Linked DNA regions of Mus musculus: region 1 is linked to region 2. A link is a contact called in public Hi-C data. All regions are on one chromosome and are shown on one strand. The core of a region is the stretch at or near the end of the contact, and the rest is flanking DNA. Distances in the headings are between cores, read along the strand shown. Region 1 holds the start of Ephb1 (Eph receptor B1). Region 2 overlaps Ephb1 (Eph receptor B1).

Region 1 (4,016 bases), core at 1,378-3,877, 120 kb after region 2:
GTGTTCTGCCCCTGCGCGCTGAGCAGGGGCAAGACTCTGCTTTAATATTCTGCTGAATGTGGTATTTCTTTTAACCCTTTCAGAGATTTTTTTTCAATCCCCAGAATAAGGCTTTCCTGCCTAGCAAGGGGTAAAGCTCCCAACCTGGACACTGAGAGACGGGCCACAGCTCCGAAGTAGACCCTGGCAGCAGGCCTAGGTGATACGGCCCATGCACACCAGACTGGGTACACAATGGCACCCATGAACAGCTCCGCCAGGAAGGCAAGGGACTAGTGGGGGGAGGGACGACAAGTGTTTCAGGAGGAATGTGTCCTGGCGCCTGATGTGTTCTGTTCCCTCGAATTTGCTCTGCAAACTAGTTTGCCTATATACACATTCCCTCCATCTATTGAGACTCAAAGCCGAGAGCGCACTTCCTAAAGTGTACATCTGAGACCGAATCCCTGACCCTTCGGAGGTGCAAAGAGAGGTAAACCGGACCAGCGCAGCCCCAAACTGAAGACTTGAAGCCACCCCAGCTCACAGTCCTGTAGGCCACTCCACCTTGCGACAGTTCTCAACCGGCTTTGTTGCGGGGTGATTTCTCTCCTTTTCTATTTCGACTGCTTCTGCACGTGTCTCCGGATGAATCAACCTCAAGCCTACGCTGGGGTGCTAGCCACACTCCATACCAGTCGAAACCCTGCACATTCCAAAAGTCACACACACACACACACACACACACACACACACACACACACACACACACACGAAGACCAGCAGCCTCGCAGGGCAGCAGGAGGTCAAGCGCAAACAAAAAGCCACCTTCAGGAAACAAGCGAGAGCTTTCTGTGCAGTAATTGCTGCTTCCTCGCTTACCCATCTCCACGGAGACTGAGCAGCGGTAGTCTTTGCCATGGCTAAGACATCTTCCCTGCTATGACCAAGAGGGGCACGGGTGTATGCCAGTGCTTACTGGAAGGGTTAGAGACGCTGGACCAATGTTGGTCTGGAGTTTCCACTGAACGAGTCCGTTTCACCTGGAACCTGCAATCCAGTGGAGCCAGCTCTCAAATGGGAACACAACAGGGGAAACAGAGAGCTGCGAACCTTCCACGAGGAATGTCCCTACGGGTGGAGTCCACCTGGCCAGAGACATCCATCGGGATGTGGGGCTTCCAGCAGGGGTGGCGTGGCGGCGGCGCCTCACCCCAGAGTTGCTCTGTTCGAGATAACTCTAACTGCTCCTTCTCTACTGAGATGCGTCCCTGGAGGTGGCGGCCGCCGCGGCTCCGCAGGGAAGGTTGGGGGCGGGGAAGGGGGCGGGAGGCGGGGAGGCGAGCAGGGATTTCCCACGGGATTCGCGGGAGCCCTGAGCGCCGGGGCTCCTGGGTGCGCCGGGTAAGGGGTCCGCTGAGCGGGTTTGGCTGGCCACCAGCGGGAGGCACAACCACGCTGAGCCAGCAGGGATGGTGTCTTGGCTCGTGGGCTCGCAGCCACGCAGTCTCTTCTAACTGCCGGATGAGTTTAAGCACCGCCAGCACTCACCCAAGCCCACCCCTGCTCCAAAGCTCAGAAGGCGAGAAAGGCGTCCGCCTCGCACTTGCTGTCCCTGGAAGATTGCAACCCGGCAGCTTCTAGGGCTGATTTCCCCCCCAGGGTGCGGTCAATGGATTTGGCCCCTCTCGTTTGGCAGTCACTTGCTGGGGTACTAGTAGGACCTTCTGTGATCCCCCAAGCAGCCTGCCTGCGGAGCCCAGAGTCCGGAAACCTCAGACTGCGAAAGGGAGACAGCAAGCTACCGCTCGCCAGCCAGCGCATCCAGGCCCGGGATAGAAAGAGCCGAAGGTGCCGACTCTAGGAGCCCAGTGGCCCGAGGTATCGCTTCCCAGACCAGCTTCGCCCAGAGCTAAGGAGCTTGCACCGCAATGCAGCGGGATCCAGGCTCTCTAAGCCGGAGATGTCCGGTGATCGTGCTGTCTGGGAGCACCAGAGCGCAGGAGCCGAAAGACTCTGCGTGCGAACGAACCTGCTGTGGGCGCCCAGGGTCGGCGCAGGGCATGCCTGTGGGTACCGCCCCATCCCGGTGCCCCATCTCTACCCAGGATCGGTGACATTCTCTCTCTCCAGCACCAGGATGCCCGGCCGAGCAGCCAAAGGAGCCCTGCAAAGCGCGCGGCACCCATGAACTGGCAGCCGGCAGCCACCAAGTTGCTCCGCGAAGGGTACGTTACCTTCCATCGCGGCCACTGCAGATGCCAGGAGGAAGAGCAGCAAGCAATCCAGGGCCATCGCCGGCCAGCGGCCCCCAGGCCGAGCCCCAGCGGAGACGCGCCGCGTCCCAGGGCGCCGCTGCGCTCCCGGCGGGTGGCTTCTCCGTGTCCTTTCGCGCTCTGGCCGGGACCGGACTCCCCGGAGCGCGGCGTGGGCGTGGGCGGGAGTGTGCGCGCGTGGGGCGGTGCGGGCGCGCGTGGATGTGGGTGTGCATGTGTGTGTGTGTGTTTATGGGAGAGGTGGGTGTGTGCGTGCGTGTGTGAGAGAGGGTGAGGGAGAGCGAGCCTGGGAGAGCGCGCGAGAGCGTGTGCGTCCTGGTGTCACATTGCGAGCTACAGCGGAGCCTACGGGAGGACAGAGCGGGCCAGACTGACGGGGGAGGGAGCGGGATCCCCCACCATCAGCTCTCTCTCCACCCCTAACACCTCCTGTCCAATCAAGGAATCAAACCTGCAAAATTCCCTCATCCAATCAGGCGCGAGCACCTCCTTACACTGGCATTGTTAGTTTAAGAAAAACTTTTGCTTGCAAGGCTGTGTGGGAGGGTTAGGAAGGCGCTAGGAGGTGATCGCGCTCCCTCTTGTGGTGATTTAGGAGAACTGCAGCCTCGCACGCTCGCTTTCCCCAAGCTGAAAAGGAGGGGCTCAGCCAAGAAGTCAACTGAGGTCCCTTATGCTTACAGACACCCCACAGCTACTCCTGACTATTCCTATGCAGAATGCCGCCACCCTATATCATTTTACTAATCAATTTTGTTTATTTTTGAGTCTTGTCTGATCTCGTTCACTCAGAATTCCTGGAACCTTAACAGTGTCTTATTCTTGGCATGCATCTGTGGAGTGAGTGAATATGGTTTCAAGACTTTATGGCCGGCTGCTCGGGGGTAGTTAGAACACCCTGTGGGCTTCCTATCATATCCTCAGCTGTATATCTCCAAAAGTCTCTTCCCAGGTGGATCTCTGAGCATCCACTGTAGGGCCTGCTGTCAGAAGACAGTCATAATGGGAAGACATGAAGAAACAGCCGAAAGTCTGACAACTTGTTGGGGTATGGGGAAGGGAGACATTGCTTTGAACCAGGCCTGGAGGTAGGTGGGAAGGACTGAGTTCTGCAACCACAGGAAAACCAGGCTCCAGAATAGAAGTGGTTTCCCACCATCAGCTCTGATGATAATGCCCCATTTTGCTGTCTGTTGATCAGGTCAGGCTGTTTCAGATCCGGCCCTGGCCTTGATGCTTGTCAGAAGCTGTGTGGCAGAAGGTCCTCACCTCCTCCCGCAAGGTTAGGGATGCTCCTGGAAGACTCATGTGGGAGGGGCTTCAGCCCCCTCCCCAAACCTTTTAAAGACATTAACATCTGGCAACTCTCCTTTGGGAATTTAGTTACATTGATTCCCCACCCTGGGTACTTACTCTGTCTTTCACAGACACTGCCTCCCTCTTCACCACCCCAGCCACACTCAGACCCCTGATTCTGACAGGTCTTTGTTTCCCAGACTTTGACACAGGCTGTTTGTGTCTTCCCCTACCATCCACCCATCCGGCCTCAGAACCTGAAAGGATGACGTCAGTGACCGCTGCTTAATCTTCCCTAATACTACCTCAGCTGCTCTTTGTCCCTCCACAGCACTGTGTCTTGAAGTCCCTTAAGTGAGGGATGCCCCTCTCTGACATGGGTGAGTACTGGGTCTTTTGCAGCTTTGGCAACACTCTCCACAGTCCAATTTCACTGCCTACCTGTCTTACTACTTCTTGCCCTTC
Region 2 (4,406 bases), core at 1,477-3,976:
TTTCATACTCTACTACCCTATCTGAGAGTTCATTGCCCAGCCGAAAGGTTCAAAGATTTTTCACCAAATACTTTTGAGTTGAAGTCTTCGGGATATCATAGAAGTGATAAGGTGATAAGTCAATGTGTATATATATATATATATATATATATATATATATATATATATATTCATTAAATTGTTCCAGAGGGGTAACTTTCCCTTCTTACACAAAGTCTTGCTTTGTTCCCCAGGCTGACCCAGAATTCCTGAGCTCAAGTGATCCTCCTGCCTCAGCCTTCTGAGTAGCTGAGATGGCAGGTGTGTGGCTCAGCCTCCTCCCACCCCGAGTAATATCTTTGACAATCCACTTGTGTTGCTGGAGGTGTCTCACACATCCAGATTCCCCAGCATACATGCAGATCAACAGAACAACACAGCACAACCCAGCTGCAAAGATGCAGAGCTCACAGGGGTGGGTAGATACAAATGATGCTTTTATTCCCGCTGGCCTCCCACTGCCTCCCCTACCCCATGAGAACAGCTATTCCTTATTCACTGCTTCAGGGAAAAGATTGGAAGGCAGAAGGCTGTGTTACAACATCTTTGGACTTAAAGGAACCAAGAGTCAAGGCAGGAACTAAAGGTTTAAGGAGAAACTGGAGGTGACATGTGGCAATGAAACAGAGAGACAATGATGACTCTATCATCACTGAGAGGCTTCAGGGTGCAAAGGGCTTACTACACAAGCACGATGAACTAGAGTTCAGATTCTCAGCACCTATGTCACATGTCTATAATATTAGCACTGGGGAGGCATCCTGGTGACCTGCGGGCCAGAGTGTCTAGCCAAAATGGTAAGCTCCATGATCAGTAAGAGATGCTGTCTCAATAAGGTGAATAGCAGTAGAAGACACACAACATAGACCTCTGGCCTTCAGACATGTATGCATATTGAACTATACATTGAATAAATGGAGGGGGAGGAGGAGGAAGGGAGAAGGAGGAGGAGGTAGTGGAAGAAGAAAAGGAAAAAGAGGAGGAGGAAAAGGAGGAAGAGGAAGGAGAAGGAAGAGGAAGGAGAAGGAGAAGAAGGAGAAGGAGAAGGAGGAGAAGGAGGAGAAGGAGGAGAAGGAAAAGGAGAAGAAGGAAAAGAAGGAGAAGGAGAAGAAGGAGAAGAAGGAAGAAGTTGGCCTTGATATACTGATATACTCATTAGTCAGTGCTACGCCAGAAAGCTGCCTGCACCAGAGCCCAAGACAGAGCTCCAGACACAGGGCGCTGGGCACCTTCATCCCAAAATGCAAAACCACAGGCAATGGCCTTCACTAATGGCTACTATAGGAGCCTTCAAGAAGCCTGGGGGCCTGAGCAAATCTGAAGTACCACAGAGAAGCATCTTGATGGACCACAAACAAGGGCTAGGCAGTCAAGAGGAGCCTATGCAGAATGCATGCCATGTAGATATCTATAGGGCCAGGACCAACAGGACCACAGAGAGCCTCCCCCTGCAACTTGGCAGTGTGGACCTTACCTGGAGCACCACTAGCCTCTATGCCCGTGGTGGATTTGATGAAGCACATTCGGAAGCTGCCTGGGAGAGGGAAAAGCTCCATTTTCCCACCCTCTTTGGACCTCAGTTAGGGTTGAGCCTAGTGCTATCACAAGCCAAAACCAGCAGAGCATCTTGAGTTTGTTTTCCCCCGCCGACTGCCAGCAGCTGGGGTCCTTGCGAAGAGCAAGCCTCCCTTTTCTTCTCATCTCCACTTCACAGCACTAATAGCGCTCATAATGACACCACGCATTTACATAATACACTCCTCAGAAGGTACTCCAGGAGCCCCTATAGGAGCTCATCTCCGTGATCATTAAAATATCTCTGCCAGGTGGGTCTGAAGCAGGAACCAAAGTACCCATGAGACAGAACAGCAAACCGTGGCGCAGAGAGGGCTGCTACTTTCTGAAAAGTCACACAGCTTCTCACCTTAACACGGATGGATAGCCTTAAGTGCCCCTCCAGTCCCCCCCCCCCCCAGACAGATCTGGAAGCTCCCTGTAGCTCTGGGATTGAGGAAGGAGTCACGTGGTGCTTTCTCTCTTTTTTTCACCAAGCCACCAAAGCTCCCAGAGTGCAAATCGATACTAACCACAGAATTTCACTGGAGAAGTACTGGGAATGATGGGAATGATGGTGGCAGAGGAAACGGTGTCTAGAATCGAAACTAAGAATGGGGTTTCATTTCCAAACCTTCCAGGGACTCCTCTGTTCTGTTAATTCCATAAATACAACCTCCGTCTCCATAATTGTCATAGGCACCCGCTTTAAACGGTAATTGAATCTGCTTATAAATAGTATTTTCAATGTATCCTATTGGACAGAAGTTGCAGCAAGAGGCATCCATCTCCTTACATCCTGCCCAGTGTGGAGAAAGAGGACCACTGCCACAGGAACCACCCCCTCTGTGTGATTAAGGTTAGTTGCTCTTCTGGAGCAGGGAGCTCCTGATTACAGCTTTCTGCTCTGGTGGGGGCCGAATAAAAGTGATTTGGGGGAGGTTTACATCTCCCTGGAGAGAAAGGGAGCTCTCATTTGCATTTATAAAGCATATTGAGAGCTCTGGCAGAAAGTTATGGTGGAAGCACAATTAAATATTTACCGTCACTTCTGCTCTCAAACAGTGGCACGGGGACCAGACCAGCTGGAAGGGCATGTGTTGCTGTCAGATCCAAAGATGCCTGCAGGGGACAGGGCTCTGGGACCCGTGCCCATCACCTCCTAGGCTCCGCCCCTCTGGGAGCTCATGTATAATGTGGGAAATCAACACTGGGTCTGGGAAGATGGGTCCAGGACCCAGCTCTCACCCACTGCCATCTTCTCTGAAGGATGGGGTCTCCTAGGCAAGATGACGAATGGGTCAAGGGGAGACACAACAGTGTTATCACTGCTGTAGTAACTTGGTCATTCCCAGCTTATATTTTGGGTCTATGGGGACAATCTGAAGCTGTGGAACCTACAGGGTGCCCATAGAGTATTTCTAGAGAGGCAATGACACATTTCCATCCTGCCTCCAACCCCCCCCCCCTGCCATTTTCCTTGCGTTACTGAAAGAAGAGGAGTTGGTGGTATATGTTGAGGATACAGGGCTGGATGAGAATATGTGTGTCGGTTGAGCTCACGGATGGTAAGTAGTGATACCTGGATCCCTGTTCTGGCTGCACCCGAGAGAGTTCAGGGCAATGTGCAAGGGTTTTCTGCACAGGGGCATGAGTGTGTCGGTCTCGGTGAGCACGGCTGATCTCCTTGACAAGGTGAAGTAGATCAGCTTTGGGGAAGGAAAAAAAGTGACCATTTAGTATCCCACCAGCCTTTTCAACCAGAACCGGGGTGTGGTTTTCAGATCAACACTGGGAGAGGCAAAGGCAGGTTGAACTGAGTGGGAATCCCCTCAAAGGAACAGCAGGCCAACGTGGGAGGCAGACAGGAGCTCTGGCAAGAGCCGGACTGACCAGCAGGAAGGAAGTTGCAAAGAGGAGCCTAGCAGGATGAACCATGGCAGGATGTCCCCTCAGGGGACATTCCTCTTTAGGGCTTTCAGCACAGGAACCTCATGACCCACCCAGCACCCAGTGGGCCATGTGCAGGGGTCTTGGTGGAGAGACCACTTCTAGACTGCCACTATGGGAAAAAAAAGGCAGGTGCCGCCTGGCTTTGCCAGCAGTTTCTCTTTCTGTCTCCATTGGCATCTGTGGATATATTGATATTTGAGGGGGAATTAGATACCTGTCGTGATAAAAAGAGAGATAAATAAGCTCTCTTTGTTCAGGCCAGCCATTCTTTTTTGGAGAGACATAGATTAGACATTCAGTTGATTTACAATGTCCTTCCACAGTGGTAACAATACAAACGGGCGTAGAAGGATGAGAGAACAGTAGCTTCCGGTTGTTTCTGAGGCAATGCCTGGTGTGTACTTGACAAGACAAGCTCACCAAGCACGGATCAGCGCCAGCCACCATGCTGTCCTTTCCTGACAGCCCACAAGAGTCCTGAACCTGGGATCCACAACATGGTATGCTTCACAAACCAGGCTCCTGTCTGCTGGACACGAGAACCTGAAAGTCTTACCCTATGGCAGACATGACTTGCGCAGTCCTAACTCTCCTTTGCAAAGAATGATAGGAGGAGACTGTGAGACGGTGGCAAAGGGGGTTCAAGTATCCTTGGACAAAAGTTTTTGAAGAGTATGTGGGGGTGGGGCCCAGTGCAGACTCCAGAAATAAAATGAGAACAGCCAGACAAGGCAGTCCTCGGGAAACAGAAACTAACCCAATATTCACACAAGTAAATCTTCAGTTCTCTCCTCAGTGAAGGAAATGAAGGTGGTGTGCAGGGACACTTGTGAGCAATAAATTTCAAAAGGGTAGGGTAA

The links. Hi-C and Micro-C count contacts between places; a contact is called where the count stands out from the background.
Region 1: a contact with region 2 is called in a Hi-C map of cerebellum, with 1.8 times the contacts expected there. The contact joins the promoter of Ephb1 here to the enhancer-like site in region 2. A contact is called at or near these places in 3 of 39 promoter capture datasets (embryonic stem cells, epiblast stem cells and hippocampal neurons), 4 of 484 Hi-C or Micro-C datasets (cardiac endothelial cells, cerebellar granule neurons, cerebellum and 1 more), 6 of 115 datasets of contacts at active chromatin or transcription factors (embryonic forebrain, embryonic hindbrain, embryonic midbrain and 3 more) and 3 of 9 other capture datasets (adipose tissue, embryonic stem cells and pancreatic islet).

What each region holds. Positions count from the first base shown.
Region 1 is chr9:102,352,066-102,356,081 of GRCm38.p6, forward strand. It overlaps Ephb1 (Eph receptor B1), which reads right to left and starts at 2,628. Exons shown (of 16, transcript NM_173447.3): 1 at 2,217-2,628. The coding sequence starts at 2,274.
Region 2 is chr9:102,228,740-102,233,145 of GRCm38.p6, forward strand. All of the region lies in intron 1 of Ephb1 (Eph receptor B1), which reads right to left. It overlaps Gm31233 (a long non-coding RNA gene), which reads left to right. Exons shown (of 4, transcript XR_001779268.2): 2 at 2,359-2,452; 3 at 3,870-4,046. Among named protein-coding and RNA genes, the nearest start is that of Gm31233, 21 kb to the left of the region's middle. Within about 2 kb of position 2,727, at least 2 of the 459 cell types and tissues checked have an H3K27ac peak or open chromatin away from gene starts, as enhancers often do. A contact at or near this core is called in cerebellar granule neurons and cerebellum, where this site is marked.